Regions from separate parts of the Zea mays genome. Here region 2 is linked to region 1. Evidence: chromatin contacts called from public Hi-C data. All regions are on one chromosome and are shown on one strand. Each heading gives the region's core, a stretch centred on a gene start, on an enhancer-like site or on the middle of the called end of the contact. The rest is flanking DNA. Distances are from core to core; before and after follow the strand shown. Region 1 holds the start of LOC100283523. Region 2 holds the start of LOC100273738 (MYB transcription factor).

What was found. A called contact is a pair of places that touch in the nucleus more often than the background predicts.
Region 2: a Hi-C map of leaf shows a contact between it and region 1, with 5 times the contacts expected there. The contact joins the promoter of LOC100273738 here to the promoter of LOC100283523 in region 1. A contact is called at or near these places in 7 of 25 Hi-C or Micro-C datasets (bundle sheath, ear, leaf and 2 more) and 1 of 3 datasets of contacts at active chromatin or transcription factors (seedling).

What each region holds. Positions count from the first base shown.
Region 1 is chr8:174,300,649-174,307,487 of Zm-B73-REFERENCE-NAM-5.0, forward strand. LOC100283523 reads left to right here and starts at 2,876. Exons shown (of 2, transcript NM_001156423.2): 1 at 2,876-3,294; 2 at 5,759-6,728. The coding sequence starts at 3,025. The coding sequence ends at 6,493.
Region 2 is chr8:174,519,061-174,525,899 of Zm-B73-REFERENCE-NAM-5.0, forward strand. LOC100273738 (MYB transcription factor) reads left to right here and starts at 2,737. Exons shown (of 2, transcript NM_001148147.2): 1 at 2,737-3,239; 2 at 3,447-4,819. The coding sequence starts at 2,780. The coding sequence ends at 4,192.

The DNA.
Region 1 (6,839 bases), core at 1,626-4,125:
ATTGTTTTAGAGACTAATGTATTGTGTCTAAGTGCTGGAAACAGGAAAAATCAAACTGGAACTGTCTTGGCTCGAGCAGCCAAGACTCTGCTCAGTCTAGGAGCACCGGACTGTCCGGTGGTGCACCGGACAATGTCCGGTGCGCCAGGCTGGCTCGAGCGAACTGGCCGCTCTCGGGAATTCACCGGCGACGTGCGGCTATAATTCACCGGACTGTCCGGTGAGCCAACGGTCGGCCGCGCAATCTACGCGGGACACGTGGCCGAGCCAACGGCTAGAAGGGGGCACCGGACATGTCCGGTGCGCCAACGGCTCTCTGGCTGCCAACGGTCGGCTGCGCCATTTAAGGAAAGAAATCGGGCACCGGACAGTGTCCGGTGTGCACCGGACTGTCCGGTGCGCCAGACGACAGAAGACAAGATTTGCCTTCCCAGATTGCTCTCAACGGCTCCTAGCTGCCTTGGGGCTATAAAAGGGACCCCTAGGCGCATGGAGGAGAACACCAAGCATCCTTTGAGCACTATTGATCACTCACACATCATTCTTGCGCACTTGTTCGACATTCTAGTGATTTGAGATCCGTTCTAGTGTGCTAGCCATTTGAGCTTAAGTCTGGGTTCTGTGTGTGCGTATTTACTGTGATCTTAGTGTCTTGTATGAGTTGCTAATCCCTCCCTTACTCCGTGCTTCTTTGCGAACTTCAAGTGTAAGGGCGAGAGGCTCCAAGTTGTGGAGATTCCTCGCAAACGGGATTAAGAAAAGCAAAGCAAAACACCGTGGTATTCAAGTAGGTCTTTGGACCACTTGAGAGGGGTTGATTGCAACCCTCGTCCGTTGGGACGCCACAACGTGGAGTAGGCAAGCGTTGGTCTTGGCCGAACCACGGGATAAACCACTGTGCCATCTCTGTGATTGATCTCTTGTGGTTATTGTGTTTTGTTGAGACTTCTCTATAGCCACTTGGCTATTATTGTGCTAACGCCTAACAAAGTTTTTGTGGCTTAAGTTTAAAGTTTTATAGGATCACCTATTCACCCCCCCTCTAGGTGCTCTCACACCACCATGACCATTCTGCGTCCTCCACGTGCCCCTACAACCGGCTGCCAGAGGGCGCCGGAGTAGCAGCACTTTAGGGACCAGTGGAGCAGCAAAGAGGTGACGACGTGGCGAAGCAGTAGAGGCGACAGCGCGATGGCGAGACGGAGAACGCGAGGCGTGCGCAGGCGGAGGGTGACTGACTGGGTGAGAAAGCGAACACAAGTCGTATCCAATGCAATGAAATGAAAAATCGCATCCGCGAGCAGTTCCACGCGTCGTGCGACGAATGGCGCGGAGTCCGCCAAACGCGGACAGAGCTTCAAAAGGGTCAAGTTTTAATAAATCCGATGAATAAACTCATGCCCAATTTCGATGAATTAGATGAAAGAATGTTTTGTGCTCCCGTTATTACTTTTCTTCATGATGCATATACTAGCTGATCGTCTTCGACTGCATTTACTTGGTGACTGCACTGGTCGTGAGTGTACAATACCTATTATGCTGATGTGAAAAAATGATTGTATAAATTGTTTACTAAATATCAGAATAAGTTTGGTGCAGGTCCAGGCTTATTCGATCCACACAGGTAAAAAAACAAGCATGGGGAAGAACATTTGGAGACCGAAGTTCAGGTGTTGTTGGTCCCCCTGTCTCTACCCCTTATGCTTCATTTTCCTCCGCTGTTTGTGAGCTCTCACCCTACTTAGACAGTGACAATATCATTTCTTATGAGGATGATTTTGATATATTTGTGGCGTGATCACAAGCTAACTTATCCAATCATGTCCATAATGGTAAGAGATATCATGTCTGTTCATGTGTCTGTTGTCTCTTCATAGTCTTGTTTCAGCTTGATGGACAATATAATTGAGGAATGGCGACGACACTTGTTGCGTTAGAATGTTGAGATACTAACTTGCTTAAAAGATTAGGAGTTAGGAGAAAAGAGAGAGCAACATGTTGTTGACAACTCAGAGCTTGAGGACTCATTTTAGAACTTGTTCCTTGATGAAAATGAATTGCTGGTAACAGTGGAACTGCTTGTGGTGGTTCTGGTTCTGCTACTTAGGGACTGTGTGATAGTTCTAGTTCTGGTACTTACTACTTAATGCGGGTGCTTATTCTGGTCTGTGCATGTGCTTTTGTGAAGTTGAGAGACAGAGATTGAGTGAGAGTGACTGGATAATTTTGGTATGTACTTTTGGGTTTTAACAAATTTGAACACTGGTTTGTAGGACTTAATTATGAACTGGCTGCACTCTTTTTTCCAATGGAGTGGGGGACCTAGAAATGTTCAAAAGCCTGGGCATTTGCTTTGCAAGCTAGACCTTGGCAATTTTTACCACGTCAACCTGTATTTTGCTCTTGAATACGTGTACTTATCCAGAACATACGATAGAGGAGCCCGAACAGCTGGGCTTGAGTCCGTCACTGTTTTTTTCCTTTCTAGAGTTTCTCATGAGTGAGTTTTACCTAATAAGATTTTAATAAGATAATATTGCACAAAACAACTTATTTATCATATTTTATCATATCTGTTGTGTATTGAACTATAGTTTTACCATAATTTGGAGGTCTTGAATTTTTTGTCGGGCTAAAGATTGACCTGGCCCTTTTTTTTTTGCCGTGCTTAGTGGGCCGATGCACGAACCAGCCTGTAGAGCTGTGCCAGGGACGAAGGCTGGACCACGTAAGGACGCCTATGAAGCCCTGCGTGCCGTGTCGGACCGGCCTGTTGGCCATCAGGCATTTTTGATAGTTTTGAGAGTCCGCGTCACCACCGAGACGGACACGACACGACACGACCCACGCAAAAAGCACCCACACAGGTAGTCAGGCACACAGCTCCTCTGCGTTACCTTTCCCCGTCGGCCGGTTTCATTTACCTCCTCAATCCTGGCTTGAATCTGTGACCCGTCGAGGCGGCGAAGGGCCGAATCGCACCGCACTGTAGGGAGAAGCTTCTGCAAGGTTTTGGAGCGGGCGATGGAGGCGGCGAGCAACGGCGGGCTTCTCTACCACGAGGTGCAGGAAGGGAAGCTCTGCGCCGTGCACTGCGTCAACACCGCCCTGCAGGGCCCCTTCTTCTCCGAGTTCGACCTCGCCGCGCTCGCCGCCGACCTCGACCAGCGGGAGCGCCTGGTGATGCTCGAGGGCTCCCGAAGCCCCGGTGCGGGCAACGCTGCTGCAGGGGATTTCTTCGCCGAGGGCGAGGGATCTCACAACGTCTCCCTTGGCGGCGATTTCAGCATCCAGGTTAGTCCAGACCCTCCAGGTCTAGGCTTCATGAAAAATTATCCATTTAGGTTTCTTGGGCTCGGTTAGATCGACCAATGCGTAGATCATATCTTCCGTGGGCACGGTTACGAGTTGGTTGTCTGTTAAGGTCTCTGCCTAGAATTTAGGGGATTTTTGCTCGAGCATTGCTGCTTGGAGATCGTCGATTGCCTTCTAGTCTAGTCGAAGATTCTAGGTTAAATGTGGCGGTATATACTTCAATAGGATGGATTTGCTACAAATTAGCAGGGTTTAGCCTACATATAGAAGAAAAGAAAATTAGGTAGTTAATGCGTCATCCCAGTCATGTGAAGGAATACTTATCAAGTGATTGCATGATTAGAGACTCTCTCCTTGAACATAGATGATGCAATCATATTCCAATCCTAATGGTACTTAGGCAACTTCCTGCGTTCAAAAGCGTGCTCTGCTAGGTGTTAAAGGGGTTTCTGATGGATAAATAATACTAAAATTTGCAAGATTCTCTACAGGTGATTTGATATAGGATTGTACCTTTTTCTGCATTACTGAAAAGTTCAGATGTAGTTGTTTTCTGCAAAGTTATAGACCACACGTGTGCATTTAATAATCAACTAGGGATAAATGATTAACGGAAAGCCTTGTATGAACAACAGCAAACGTCTTCACAGCGGTTTGTGTCAATTTATGTTATGTACCTGGCCTGCACCAATGCATGTGCTTGCATGCTGCGGTAACGTATTCTATTGTCGTTACACTGTCAAAAATATATGATCAATGTACGTATTCAATAGTTTATCTGGCTAACATAGCTTGATTTTTGTCGTGTACTGAATTGCTGACATTAACAATGAATTCAGTTTCTTACAGTTTATGACAATTGACTGTAGTTGTTCTTTAATTTGAATTGGGAATATGATCAAGCTTGATAGCCATGTAAAGGTTAGCAGTTCTAAGGTTTTAAATGCTATTTCTAAATTTAAGCTGCTCCATAAACAATTCTCGAAAGAAAAGTCGATGGACATCTGATTTTTGAAAAGTTTCACAAGTCACTAAAATCCAGATGATTGCATAGCCATCAGTGTTAGCAGATACCCATTTAGCCACGCCCTTTCTTTTTTTGGCCAGGTTGGATTCCGACACCCAGCATTGAGATTCCAAGTGGTATTTGACGTGTTCCCAATAATTTGCCAAATTGGACACTGGCAGACACTACTATTCTGCAATGGGGAAATATGATATGTATCTGTGCTTTGAATCTGTTGTAAATTCACGTATAACAATATACATATACACATGTTTTTTAATTCAGATAATTACATTAAGACAAATTTTTGTAATGACGTGGATGAAATAAATATGATGTACGTTTCTGAGCCAATCAATCCATGCTGTGACTTAAATAGGGACAGATGGAAACTATGAAGGAAAAGAATGATGCTGTAGATAAAACCCATACCTGTCAGTCATAAAACAATGAATTTGAGCACAAATAGCGGTGAATGCCGACTGTTTTGGATGTTGCTGATATTATGATGTTTCACACATTTTTATATTTATAGTCGTTTGTGCATGTCTCCATAAAGTTTTTAATTTGACACCAATTTTCTGTGAATATGCTTTAATGCTATCCTGATATGCCACTTTGCAATATGGAGGCACTCCAGTTCTTTTAAAGTTTTCTCCTTCAGCCTTCAGAATGTATAGAAGGGTCGCCGAACTTATGCAGGAATTAGCTATTTCCCTTTTTTCTTTGAATCATGTTCATCTTTGCATTAGCACTTTCTATTTTATCAGCCATTATATGGAGCAATTAGCTATTTCCTCTTTTTCTTCATTGAACCATGTTCATCTTTGCATTTTATAACTGCAGTGTCCTGGTCAGATCCTCTGATTATCACTTTACACATTTGGATGTGAAATGGGGGAAAGATGATTATGAATTCATTAAGTTTTCGTTTCTAACCCAAAGCTGCGATATTTTAGTCATGGGTCCTGGCACACTCGTAGAGTCATGGAATGGGTAAATATTTGCAGTACATTTTTTAAGAAGGTGCACATTAGGCTGTGTCCAGCAGATTGTGCATATGGTCGTGCAAAACACTATTATCTACTGTTTGTAGAGTGAATTTTGAAATAGGAGGCAAGGTAGGGTATGAGATAGGAGTGCTGCTGGAGATAGCCAATCTGAAATTGGACAGATGGGATGTGGTTATGCGGTGAAATACACAAATTGTGATTCTTCACTTTGTTTGTCTCAGTCTTTATACTACATTTGATATGAAAGCATCATCTATGCATGTATCTTTGTAATGAATCTGAAATGCTGTCAAGAGTCTTGCTTTTATTCATGTCCACATGTAAAGTCTATGCGCTCCATTAACCTAATTCATCTGAATATGGTGCCAGTCTATTACACAGATAGATTTTATCCATTTCGTCTGAATAGGTTTCTTTTAAATAGGTTTTGCAGAAGGCGCTGGAGGTTTGGGATCTCCAAGTTATACCCCTTGATTCCCCAGCTGCAGGGTCGTCCCTATTTGACCCAGAGCAGGAGGTTGCTTTCATTTGCCACCTGCAGGACCACTGGTTCTGCATGAGGAAGGTGAACGGGGAGTGGTACAACTTTAATAGTCTCTACCCAGCTCCCGAGCACCTGTCGAAGTTTTACCTCTCAGCTTTCATTGACACCCTGAAGGGGTCAGGCTGGAGTATATTTGCAGTTAGAGGCAATTTCCCCAAGGAGTGCCCTATGGCAACCGAAGGCTCTAACGGTTTCGGTCAATGGTTTACCCCTGATGACGCCCGGAGGATAACAGCCTCCTGTAACCAGGTGCAAACACCACCTACTGAGCAGGTACAATCCCCTCTACTTGCTGAACAACCAGAAGGGATGAGTGAAATGGACATGATCGCAGCGCAGCAAGAAGAGGCTGATCTGAATGCTGCTATAGCTGCCAGCTTGATGGACACTGGGGTTCCATTTGCCAGCTATGCCGCAGCTCGAGAACATAGCGATTCACAAGATTCTCCTGCTCGTGAAGCAGCTCCGAGCAAAGATAATAACCAGGAAGAAGCTGGTAAAGCTGAACCGAGCGCACCTCCCTGTGAGGAGGACATCCAGGAGTTGGCTTCAGGAAGCGACACCAGAAGGGAGGTTCCTTCTGTAGAGGAGAAAGGGTCAGCGAAAGAAGAATAGTCTGGCACTTTCTGATCATTCTGTAACTGAGTTAGACCCGTACAAACAGAAACTGCCCACCATTTGAGTGGAGTTATGCCTTCTTCTTTTTTTTTCCCCGGTTCTGAACGCCGTATACGAAATGCATAGTCTGAACTGAATGGGTTTAAGAACTTTTAACTGGTGTAACTGTCATGTGCGAAGTGCATAGAGACTAGAGTCTGAGTGGCGGTTTTGAACCCCTTTTTCCCCGTCCTTTTTAATGTGTGTGAACTTATGCTGGATCTCCCCTTCACACGAGACAGACACCCACACCCTGATGGTGAGTGCTCATATTGTCGTTATCGTGTCGTCGTTGCAGCCCGGA
Region 2 (6,839 bases), core at 1,487-3,986, 220 kb after region 1:
GTGCAAGTAGAATATTTATGTAAAAGGTAAAACAGTTGGTAGGACCGTTAGTTCGATCTAGAACAGCCAAGCTATTTAAATTAAAGATTTAGGTGATTTATGACAAGAGTTAGTTTTTTTGCTTGTTTCACTATATACAATTAGACAAGGATTTGCTCAACACCAAGGATTTGCTAAGACAAAGAGCTCCCTTACATCAAATGTTTGTTTAATTAGGTTTAATAAGTTTGTCTCGTCTTTTATTCTTTTATGTATAATAATAAGTTTTATAGTTAGACAATATTTAATACTCGTATTTATTATTTTAATATTTGATGCGACATGGACTAATCTTTAGTTGGGAGGAACCAAACTTTAGTGGTGGAGATGCAGCGATGAATTTGCACCTGATTGAAAGCCAACATAAACAATGAATAAATCAATTTTTATTTTTTAAAACCACCCGTAATTTAACCTGCATAATAAGTCAATTTAAATTATTGATAGATCCTGCATCATATATTAATGGCCTTGGACCCAGCTCTGACACGTTGCAGTTGTACCCCATTCCCCAACTAAATTCCTATACATATAATGCAGCTGTTTGATTTCTAGTGAGAAGATGCTGTAGTTAAACGGGTATAACGAAGAAGAATGACATAATGGATGAAAAACGAAGAGGTAACAAACCCGCTATCCAACCGGTTTGTGGCACGAAATTGCCCGCACTTATCTTGCTTCCGTGGAGCACTTGCTGCCGCTGGTACGATGCGACGGCCTTGGCGAGGGCGCACGGCGCGGCTGCGGGCCTGCGGCCTAAGACTGCTGGGTGGTGGGCATGAGCGTGGGCGTGGGCATGGGCGGAAGAGAGAGCCGGTCGACCGAGACGAGACCGCGAGGACGCTGCTGTGGTGGCAGACGGGTACCAGTCGAGACTGGAGGATTGAGACTTGAGCGGGGCGAGGCTGCGGCTACGGAGCGGTGGCGCTGGCGTCTGCGTGTTTTTGTTTAATCTGCTGGCACCGCAGCCCGCCTCCGTCCTCCGCCTCACCATACCAGTAAGGCAGTACCTCCGCCTAGTGAAACTCTCTTCCCTCCCTCCCCACTGTCCACACTCCACACTTCTTGTCCTCTCCCCTACCTCTCGTCGACCGCGTGCCTGGCAAGGCTCTCATTTATCCATATGCTCGCCGCGCCGACTCGTGGGCGGTCTCGGTACCCAGAGCTTAGAGGTCGGACCTTTCAGACGCGGAACGTCGCGGGATTGAGTTCGACGCTTGAGGCAGTGATGGCGAGCGAGGACCTGCTGCCGCTGGGCGCAATGACTTGAGGGCACTGAGGTTGGTTCTTGGTTGTGGCTTGGGTGAGAGCGATGACGGCTGGCGCCTAGGATCTGGCAGGACGACTGCTATGGGCTGGCGCATGCGCCGCTGATTTGCCGAAGGCCGAAGCACGGCCACACGACCGTGTTGGTCGAGCAGAGCCTACGCCAGTGCCGACGACGATAGCTGAGGATGGAGTTATGTCGGTTTTTTCTGGAAGGATCCCGTATGGTATGACCGTGTCGCCGTAAATGAAACAGGCTCGTGAACGTTTGATGCATATGGTATGACTGACGAAGAAAGGGACGACGTGGACTAACGTGGAGAGAGTTTTGCTCCCACGGTTAATATATAGATTTTCAGTTTTGTTTTTCGGTTAATTCAGTTTTCTGAGGTCTAGAACCTAAATTATTTTGATGATTTTGGTTTTCTCAAACATAGAACCGAAATTTCTAAGGATTAATTCGGTTTCGGTTTATTTTGCATAGGCCTAAGCCTTGTAGTAGAAAAGACACACTCTCTATGTAAATATACTTATTCCATCTTTGAATAAATTGACTAGCAATTTTAGAACACGTTAGTATTGTTAGACAAAATATTATACTACTTTTTTTATCAAGTGGAGTAGTTACACAATGGTCGGTGGTTGTCCTGATATCATACTAATTATAACATTTGTTACACATATTTGCTTTTGCTTTTGGCTGGATTCTTGGGCTATTCGTTAGAGAGAGTAGGAAAAAAAGGATGGTGATCCAAGAAAGCCGACTAATCATAAAGATAGCAAGTGAAGTAATGAGTAGGTCGTTTGTGTGGTGTCCGAGAGACCGTCGTATTTCTGGTTGAAGGGTACTTTGGGTGCATGTCTGTAGTTGGCTGCCGCTCAAGTGCTTGAATATCATTTTGGTCATCTAGGTTTATCTGGCGTGTTAGCTTGTAGCTGCTCACTGGCCCGTCGCCGTTGTATATAAGCTCTGCTTAAAAACTATGGTTTCGCCTGGACTGATGTTAGTGGAGGATGATCCTTGCTTATCTAGCATGATAGTATGTAGGAGTTAGTTCCACTAGGTGCTCTTTTGGTGATGGGTTATATCTCATCGTTTCGGATTGTAATGTCATTTATCCTATTTCCTAATGAAATAGGGGCTCTGCCCCTTCATAAAAAAAATATTTAAACATTTAAGTGCAGAAACTCAATATTGGATTAGAGACGAAATGAATATAGTAGATGCAAGGAGATTTTTTCGAATAATCTAATAGACCATTACAAATCTAGATATTGATTTGTTCGTACTTGAGATATGAATCAATTTACTCAGAGAAACAGGGCTTCAAGCAGCACTGATAAAAAAGATTGTCCAGGAAAGAGAAACGATTGACCAGTGGGACCTACATGTCACCTTCGCCGAAATGAAGCAGCACTCCTCCGGAACATCGCTCTACCATCTAGCGGCAGAGACCAAAGTGCCCATCGCACCATGTCGGCCGCCGAAACCGCTGTTTCTCCGACGACGACGCCGCAGCCGCAGCTGCAATCGGATCCGAACGCCGCCGCCGACGCGGCCAGTTCCAATTCTCTCTGGGTGGCCGACGAGACGCAAACCCTAACCGAGGTCCTGCTCCAACCCCAACCAAACCACCTGTCGCCTCCTCCTTCTGGTGAAGGGGACGACGGGATCACTGCCTCCGGTGCTCCTGTTGGTGGGGACGCCGCGGCATCTGCTTCTGCTGCGGCGGCGGCTAACGCGACGATAGAAGAGCGGGTGAGGGGGCCGTGGTCCCCAGAGGAGGACGCGGTGCTGAGCAACCTCGTGGAGAAGTTCGGGGCGCGGAACTGGACGCTGATCGCGCGTGGCATCCCGGGCCGCTCCGGCAAGTCCTGCCGCCTGCGCTGGTGCAATCAGCTCGACCCCCAAGTCAAGCGCAAGCCTTTCACTGGTACCGCCCTTTTCAATCTTTACTTACATTGCTATTTTGAGCCCATGATAAATGTATCAAAACCTAAGCTTGGCCTCACATATGCAGTATCTATGTGATATGTTGATCTCTGGTTACCTATATGGATTTGATGCATTCTGTCATTCATGCGGATCTTATATGCGTATATGTCTTGCTTTTTTTTGTTACCTTTGGCTTTGGCTGCAGAAGAGGAGGACCGCATTATAATGGCAGCTCATGCTGTCCATGGGAACAAGTGGGCATCTATCGCAAAGCTTTTGGATGGGAGAACAGACAATGCCATCAAGAATCACTGGAATTCCACCCTGAGGCGTCGCTACTGCAATGATGGCCAATGCAAGCATGGTGGTTCTGTGGAGCGAAGTATCCCAAAGGTGTCCAGGGAAGTTTCAGAAGAACCTTGGCCTTTAAACGATCTTAATTCCTTCACCGCTATGGATGTAAAGGATGATCCTGTGCAAACAGCTCCAGATACTTCTCCTCGGGCAAGGCACATCACAGATCATTGTTCTATTACTCAAGTCGTTGATCCACCATACCTGTCCCGACCAGCGGCAAAGATTGGTGCTTTCAGACCATATTATCTAGGACACACGGAACCTACCCAACAAGAAATGCCAGGTGCTGTCGTCATGTTTGACTCAACTCATAAAGTCTCGACTCCTGAAAGCGAGGTATTCAAGTTTGTTGATCCTATATGCTTTGCTGCTGAGGTGCCAGACAAATGTGGGTATGGTTGCTGCGGTGCTCATGAGCAGCATCGTAAGAACTCATTGCTGGGTCCTGAGTTCAGTGAGTTTGAAGGTCATCCACCTGTTTTAAATATTAGCTTTGCTTCATTGGTATCAGAAATTAGCAGCATTGCCTGGATGAGAAGTGGTATGCAAAGCAGTGATTCCAGCAACTTGATGCAATCAATTCCACCAACCTGACAAAGTAGGAATCTTTTGTCAGTGGCGGATCCAGAAACAGATCAAATGAGGGGCTAAATTATGGATTGGGGAGGCTGGAGATGGCTGCAATGCGAATGAATGGAACCACCATGTAAATAATGTGCGAATTACAAACGCGTGTGGGTTGCTGTGTGCCGTGCACATGGGTGATGAACTGATGGACCTGCATTGTGCTGTTATGCGCCTGCATCTTGTAATCGTGGGCCTTCTTCGTATTACTATGCTGAAATCACTACATGGTACTAAGTGTTACTTAGGCTGCTGGACCGGGGCTGCAGCCCCGCCAGCCCTGGTCCTGGATCCACCCCTGCTTATGAACTTGCATGCTGGAGTATTCTGTAGTTGTTTGCTATATTCAGACATAGTGATGTCAGGTCATTAATTACAATCCTGGGGCTCACTGTCAATAGGTGACGATGCATTTTCTTTTGCAAGCATTAATTTATATTTATTTCGGTGTTTCCACCTTAATATAATTCTATGTTAGCCTAAAGTAGATATTGTACTGTACCGTGTGTAGCTGTGCTGCTTAAGGTATTGGCCGTGTTTATTTCATTGTAGAAAAACACATGCTATCTATTTGATGTTTGTAGTTGTCTTCAGTTCATCACAGGCATTGACGTAAAAGAAGCCTCTAAAATATAGACTTGTTGTCTAAGGAACCATATCTTTGAAAACAAAATTAGGAGATCCATGCTTAGCACGTTTGGTGGAAGCAGTCGGGGAACAGTCCACCTGTGGGTTTTGATCGCTGGTGCCCGAAATCAGGTAGTGTAAAAGATCCACGGTCCCTTTCTAAAAACAGAGATTATTTGCTAATTTATGGCTGTTATACTTTGCTGACGATCGAGCTGTGCTGCTGCAGATAAAGTAGTAACTGAATAATGTTTTGATAATGCTCTTCCTGTGATGTCTGCTTCTGCAATCAGTTTGTTCCTCAAGTCATTTCCATGCTGTTTTATTGCTTGTTTGTTACTTTCTTCACCGGGTCATGATTATCTAGATAGCTTATGCATGGTAATTCAAGTTTTCATACAACATATGACTTACTTTTCCTTATAACAGCATATGGTTTACTCGAATGTGTTTTATGGATTCTCGTACAGATTGTCTTTTATATTAGTTCTGTCTATCATTTGTGATAGTGTGATACACACTATAGTTTAAGGCAACGACAAATCTCGCAATGCCATTTGTGTAATCCACAATTCCACATGCCTTCTGAATTAGAAACATATTATGCTATTGTCAATGAAGATATGTTCTGTTCCTTCACTTAGTATCTGATGTAGCTATACATGCTATTCACACCTTTTTAGTGGCATTTTGTTTGGTATAGCTTACGATTACCTAATCCTGAAAGGTGATATGGAAAAATAGCTCTTGAGATATTTTAATATATGCATTCACATGCCTCCAAGTTCATTTTTTGTTTGTCAAAAAGTATAACTTGTTATATATGTTTATGTAATGTTTGGCATCTTTTCACAACATTGCTGAATTTGTGTTACTTAATCCATGACTATACTCAGTCACAATTGGTGATTCTGAGAGTATGTGCGTGTTTTTTTTGCGGTGGGGCAGGATCTCTAGTGGCTCTTTTTCTTTGCCTTTTTGGTGAACATGACGTTCTGTTTACCTTCTAGCTGGGTTATGTTCACTAAAGAAAATCTGGCTTCGATGCTATATGCTTCAGGACATGTGCGAGTTTCTTCGCTTTGCACTTTGCTTTCTCTGGAAATAAAAATGTTGCCTTTTGTTTTCTCATACCTTGGAACAAAATAAGCAGATTGCCTTTTCTATGCACTCATGACCCATAGCATCATTTCTTATCCAGCACTATTATCGCTGTATTTGCATTGATTCAGAGTATCATGTTAAATCATGCATTCTGTTATCTCCTGATGCCATAAAGTTAGCGAGCATTCCATATTCTACAAAGTTATTTTAATGGTGATCTTATACGAGTATATGCTATCTCCGTCTCAAAAAAAGAAAACAATTCTAGATGTGAACCAAGTCAGGTTTTGTTAAGTTTGACTAAGTTTATAGAAAACAATATCAATATTTATGTATTCAAATAGTTTTACTATGAAAACATATTCTATGATTAACTAATCATATTTATTCATCATCATAGCTATTAGTACTTTTTGTATGTATTTGGTCAAACTTAAAATTGTCTGATTCACTAATGATATCTTTTTTATATAGATTTGGGCAAACGTAAGATTGTTTGACTCCTTGAAAAAAAAGAGAGAATTGCACTTTTTTAGGACGGAGGGAATAAATCCTAAACGATAGGGGTGGCAGCTACTGTAGTTTGATCCTCTTTTATGTTCCTTCACAAATTATCTTTTCCAGAGATCAGATTTCTCTGTGTCAACATTGCTTGTGCTGTCTGTCTTCGTAGCTGAGGCCTCTGAAAAAGCAGGATTCCTGTCTTCGTAGCTCCTAATAACGCTTGCTGCAGACAGCCAGGAACACGACTCTCGTCGTTATCAGGTTGAAGTGCTCTTTTTCAGTGAAATATAATGAAATGCTCTGGTTGTCTGTGCGTGGTAATTGGTTAGAGCAATCATGTTTGGTTGGTTGCTGATTAGCCCTGCTTTGATTAGGCAGCATA